2 separate regions of the Gossypium hirsutum genome follow, and region 2 is linked to region 1. The links are chromatin contacts, called in public Hi-C maps. All regions are on one chromosome and are shown on one strand. The core of a region is the stretch at or near the end of the contact, and the rest is flanking DNA. Distances in the headings are between cores, read along the strand shown. Region 1 holds the start of LOC107900999. Region 2 holds the start of LOC107900995 (probable pectinesterase/pectinesterase inhibitor 12).

What was found. Hi-C and Micro-C count contacts between places; a contact is called where the count stands out from the background.
Region 2: a Hi-C map of leaf shows a contact between it and region 1, with 1.9 times the contacts expected there. The contact joins the promoter of LOC107900995 here to the promoter of LOC107900999 in region 1. A contact is called at or near these places in 2 of 34 Hi-C or Micro-C datasets (both in leaf).

The regions. Positions count from the first base shown.
Region 1 is chrD06:16,698,907-16,701,885 of Gossypium_hirsutum_v2.1, reverse strand. It overlaps LOC107900999, which reads right to left and starts at 1,631. Exons shown (of 6, transcript XM_016826813.2): 1 at 596-1,631; 2 at 401-498. The coding sequence starts at 1,079. LOC107900998 (glucan endo-1,3-beta-glucosidase 5) reads right to left here. Exons shown (of 2, transcript XM_016826812.2): 2 at 2,445-2,979. The coding sequence ends at 2,579.
Region 2 is chrD06:16,832,845-16,835,962 of Gossypium_hirsutum_v2.1, reverse strand. It overlaps LOC107900995 (probable pectinesterase/pectinesterase inhibitor 12), which reads right to left and starts at 1,502. Exons shown (of 2, transcript XM_016826809.2): 1 at 301-1,502. The coding sequence starts at 1,225.

The DNA.
Region 1 (2,979 bases), core at 382-2,881:
CATAACTTGAAGTGCAAATGGCTAGCAGCATTCTAGTAGAAACTATTCACACAAAATGGTAGCACAAAAGACAGAACTTCACAGCTAAAAACCCCGTGAAGCCTTAGCTAATTCTACAACAATCATATAAAGATATTCCTGGCATAAAAATGAGACTTTTTCCCCCTTCCCTTAACCTCGCCAGCTTTGCTGTACTCAGTGAAGAGCCATTTTTTTCTTTGTTTCTTCTGTGGGTGTTCGCCCACTCACATAATTATGGCTCATCATCTTTTCCACTTAATTAAAACTCAACATTGATTGACTTATAGTACCAAAAGAATGCCAAATATTCTCGAATCTTGACTTCATTCTACTACTATTCCCAACAATGAATAAACAAGTCATGAAAAAGAAATCTTACCCTGAAAAACTCGTAAACATGGTACTCGGAAACTGAATGATTTAACGAATAACGATCCGCTATAAATCTATTCAAAGCCGACACAAAGTTTCCCAGTACTGCTTATACCATAAAATAAGAAAAAGCAATCATTGCGTTAGATAATACATATTTTCTTCTCATAAAAAAAGAGCTGGGTAGGGAAAAAAATTGTACCTTCATCGACATCGACAGCAACCACGATTTTCTCAGGCAACGGCTTGTCGGGAAAGTCAAGAGTCCCTCTTTGAGACAAGCCACGAGAATCAGCCACCGTATTCGCCCTTTTCTGGGGTTCATCATGTTTAGAGATTTCTAATTCGCGCGCCAATTGGGAAGCGAAGGCGAGTGCTTTCTGATCCCACTTTCTCGGCGAATCATTGAGACAACTTTTGACAGTCAAATTTAAGCTAGAGGCCGCTTTATTAAACTTGAAACCGCCGCCGCTGCCGCAGCGGCTGACATTGTAATTTTCGAGCGGCACGAGTTTGCCCAAGAACTGGAAGCAACGGCGCTGGTCTTTGGGCGACGTGTGAAGGTGCCTGGAAAAAAAGGGGTCGTTACGGGCCAAAAACGCCATGAAAATATCGTTTCCCTTACGGTTACAGTTAGAGATTTGATTGAAGAAGAAACGAACACTGCTGCTTTGCTTCTGTAACATAACGAAGGTCTTCACATTCCAGCTTCCCCCCAGAAAATGCAAACAATAACAATGATTTTTGCAGCAAAAAAGAAAAGAAAAGAAAAAGAAATGGTTAAATAAATCGAGTAATTAATGAAAGAAAAAAAAGAGAGAGAAGCCAGGGAAACAAGAGTAGTGTTTGAATTGATTAGGGAAAACGGGGGAGGGAAAAAGGGAGTAAAAGAAAAGCGCGGCGATAGTGAACTATTTATAATTGAAAATTGTTAAAAGGAGAAGGGATTTATTGAAGGATATCTAGAAATTAGGAGAATCTGAGGGATTTCATAAAATGATGTTTACTTATAATAATAGGCAAATGAATTACAAATTTTGGAACCTCGTCTCTGCTTTCTTAAAACCAATTAAAGAAAATGCCGAAAATGAGAGGAGATGGGTGACTTTGGGACCGCCGAATTTCTGTTTTTTTCTTTTTTAAATCAGATCTAATTGGATTTTTAAAAGTAATATTCTAAATTTATTTATCTAAATAATGAGTTCCAAAGATTTTAACCCATTTGAATCAGGACCGGGTCGGCAGAAGCTGCTGCTGAAGATGAATATATTATACCTGGGACAACAATATTTTATACAAATGAAAAAACACGTGTGTTGCTGTGCGGTGTAGCCGAGAACCTGATAGGCTTTGGCAGTAGGTAGCTAGGCGCGCCGCTGGCTCAGCCGCTCCAATTGTATTATTTTTATTATTATAATGAAGACGTAAAGTCGGGAAGTGCTTATCTTCATCATGTTCCGCATTTTCTATCCATTACTTTTATATAAAGGGCTAATTCCATCGTACACCTTTATATGATGCTTAAAATTTTAATTTGGTACTCAACGTATCGTCATTTTATCAATAAGCCTTCAACTAGTTTAATCCTCATAATTTTTTATCGGAACACATTGGATTTAAATTATCCATACCATAAATAATTTGATTCGTATGTATTTAATGTTTATATTAAAATAAGGACTTATTAATACTATAAACACATAATTTTAACGTTTTGAAGTTTAAATATTAAATTAGTTTAATCATTGATTTATGGTTAGTTTAGACTGAATGGAAAATTGCGTATTGTGGCAGTGCCTTCGCTTCTTGGTCCAGATGTTGAAGGTGGGCGCTTTGGTTTTGTGCAAGGCCAACATTGGGCCTCGGACCTAAATTATTTAAGTACTTGATTTTAGAATGAAGGAAGCCCCCCATGGAGTCGTTTTTCGTTTCAGTTGACCTCTCCTTCCTTGAGACCATAATTATCACCTTCAATATAGCGCTGAATGTGAAGTTTTTAATATATTACAATTGAGGGGAGAGATACCATAGCGAGGATTTAGATCTTAATCTGCAAACAAGGAATGTTTTGATTGAATAATTAAATTTACAATGGGGTCTAAAAATAAATTAGTAAATTTAACCGCAGAAAATGGAAGAGATGGTTGCCTGGGTGACTGCAGCAAAGGCAAATTAAGAACTCAAATCAATGAACACCACAAATAACTAAACCCAACACCACAACCAAAGCTGCAAATATGCCTTCCATTTTTGAAGCCGAAGACTTGAAAGGGGTACGAGCTGCTTTCTGTTTTCGGGTGTCGATCATGATCTCGAAACGACAAGGTGGCTTAGAAGGATCAACGTTTGTAATGGTAGCCAAGTTATTAAAAGAACATGCTTCTTTGCTTTGGTTCATGGTCTGGAAATACGAATTAAACGCATACGACGCGTTGCTTTGGGCATCCAGATTACCACACGAGGATCCATACCCCAGACTGGTGCAATCCGCGTTCTCGCATGCGTAGGTAATGCTTTGTGCCAACGTATTGGGGTCTGACGAGCTAGCCGAAGGAGACATTACGCACCATTGCTTGGCCAAATATT
Region 2 (3,118 bases), core at 253-2,752, 130 kb before region 1:
CAAATTGAACCGATTTAACATTAGTCGGGTTAGGTTGAGGTTTTGGTTAAAAGTTTATTTATTTGTTTATTACATTTTATAAATGTATTTAAAAATAAAAATTATATATTAGAAATTGGTCTAGTTACCAAAATTTATAATCTACAACTGATGGAGTACTTATAAAACAAGCTTAACCATTATAGCTGATTTTACTGAACAGAACCGACTTGATCAAAAACTATGTATTAAGTGGGTTTCCTTGTAAAAATGTCTTGAGCTAGAACTAGAAAATTTTAAGAACCAAGTTATTGAGATTACCAACAGTTGCAGATCTGAAAGTGGTCCAGCCATCACGTACGCTTCGGCTTCCAGTAATGAAGGTGACATCATTTCCATCTCCGAGAAGAACAATGTTGGTTTTATAGCTTGGGATTTCAACATTTTCTTCATAAACCCCTTCCCTAACATAGATTATGATTCTGTCATAAGTATTGTTGGGAGCAAAGTTTATAGCATCATTTATGGTACTGAAATTCCCTGTTCCATCGGCAGCTACAGTGAGCACGTCACTCGGATCGTATTCATCGTCGCTGCTCTGCAAAATCCGGCGAGCTCTCCGTCCCAACCAGCTCGGAAACCCCAACAGGCGACGATTTCTATGGCCTTTTTTGCCACCACCCGATTTGGGAATCATTGAAAGGGAGTTACTCACGTGCTTGTAAGTACTCGTCAATGATTTCACCAAAACAGGTTTCAAAGTCCCAGAAGCCGAATCCAATCCTTCTAGACAAGTGTTCTTGTTTGTGAGAGCTGCACTTAGATAAGATCTTGCGTCACCTAGCTTCTTCGAATCACCTGATTGGATTCTTGATACTGATTTTTTCAAGGAAGATAGTGTGATTTCATGTAGTTCCTTGCAATCTTGCATTGTCCCTCTCTGTGTTTCAACAATTTTTGCATTTCCGCCATTGGAGAATAGGTTTGTGAGCTTTCCAGCTTCAGATAATGCAGAGTTGAGTGATTGAATGAGGTAGTTTATTATGCTGGGACTGATATTGATTGAAACGGAAAGTTTCAGTGAATCGAAACAAGCATCTGGATATGGAGTTGATTGGCAAAAATTTCGTATGGAAGAGAGATTAGAGCTTAGGGGAGCAGTTGAAATAGAGTTGAGAGCTAAAGCAGAAGATAAAAAGAGGGTGAAATGGAGGATGATAGAGAGTTTGGAAATGGTGGAAGCCATTGAAAGGTGATGCCGCAGGAGGTGAAAAGATATTTGTTTATTTTATAGGAGCCCCGAGAGATCAGACAGGTCTAATGGCTTTCCCCATAATTATTAAGTGAAATTGTTGAGACTTGAGACCGAGAGACAATTATATTAAATTCTAATGTTTGTTAGGTGAAGCGCAAATAGAGTAAACAGAGGCTTCTTCATCTTACTAGATTTTGAGTTTTGTATAGGAGAGCTTGAATATTGGTAAGTTAGAGTTGATTTGAGCGAGATTGACTACTCAGTGTTTAAGTTCAAACTCAAGTGATGGATAAATTTAAGGTTAATAATATATATTAAGGACAACAATTTAATTTAATAAGAATATTTAAAATATATTTTAAAAATAAAAAAATTATAAAACTTACGAGGCATTAAAGTCGAATATTAGTAAATTTAAATTCAACTCAATCGATAGTTTGAGCTCAAATTTAGATGGATAAACAAAAGTAAATTTAAACCTTTTCGAATAGGCAAGGATGATCATTAAATTCTGTATAACTATCAAATGCCAAAAAGTAGAATTAATATTAAAAAGTGTGACTGGGAACGTGAGTTGCATTTTTAGTTTAGTCTAAACATTTTCATGGGACTCTGTATCTGTAATAAGATTACAAACTTAAATACGGCGGCATAAATAATGTACCAAAGAATACGCGGAACTCAGATTGATTGCTACTTGTCTTGCAACCCTAACTCTTTTTTTCCAAATAATAAATAAATCATATTTTTTTTACTGTAAATTAATATAACTTCTAGTTACACACTTCTTAATATTTAATAATTAAAATTTACAAGTGAAGGACACTATCATGATGATCGTTCACACGGAAAGGAATATAGAGAACCGCTAGAATTGGGTGGTTTATACTGTAGATGATACAAAAAGTCAAGAAAAATGATTATTTTAAGGAAGTTGGGGTTGACTTTGAGTAGAGGGTAGACAATGAGAGCCCTTGCCTAGTGCTGAGAGGGGTATTTTTAGAGGGAAGTTGGCTTGGCCTGGGTCTCAACCATTGAGTACCCTAATCCATAGGTGCTGATGTCAGTCAATGATATTGTTGGAGTCTACTTGAAGGGACTAGATGAGGTGTCCATCAGGTTCGGGACGTGATAGATTGACAACTGCCGTCAAGAATTTTTCCCCATTTATCTTTTGAGGATTGTGCAGGCATGCTCATTGTAATGGGGTGTTTAGGCAAGATGCAGTTTTAAGAAGGCCATATTGTTGGGCTTCGTTGTGTTCCTATAGTCATTGGGTAGTTGTTAAGCCTTATTGGGTAATATGTTTTGATATAAGAAATTAAAGTGTTTTTGAATAAAATTAAATTTGAGCAATTTCATAAAAATCAAGTTGAAATTGTTTCAATTAAGTTAAATATTTTCAACCTCCCTATCGACGATTTTGAGTTGATCCTTCCGAACTAACAATTGGTATCAAAGGTAGCCTCTAAAGGCGATTTAACAACCAAGAGAAGATCCTCGGAGAAGCTTAAAACGATCATCAACTCATTCTACAACAATGAGATCTACTTCTGGGTCAATATTCCTTGGTGAGTCTCAATCCATCAATAGACCTCCTTATTTCAATGGTGCAAATTATTCTCATTGGAAGAATAGAATGACCTTGTTTATAAAAGCCAATGGTTATGCTGTGTGGGACATCATCATGGATGGTCCAACCATACCTCAAAAGAAAGAAGGAGAGATCTTTGTTCCAAAGAGCAATGATGAATGGAATGAGTAAGATAAGAAGAACATGCAACAAAATGCCAAGGCAATGCATACTCTATTTTGTGCACTTGGTCCAGATGAGTATAGTAGAGTTTCGTCTTGTTCAAACACCAAAGAGATATGAGACAAGCT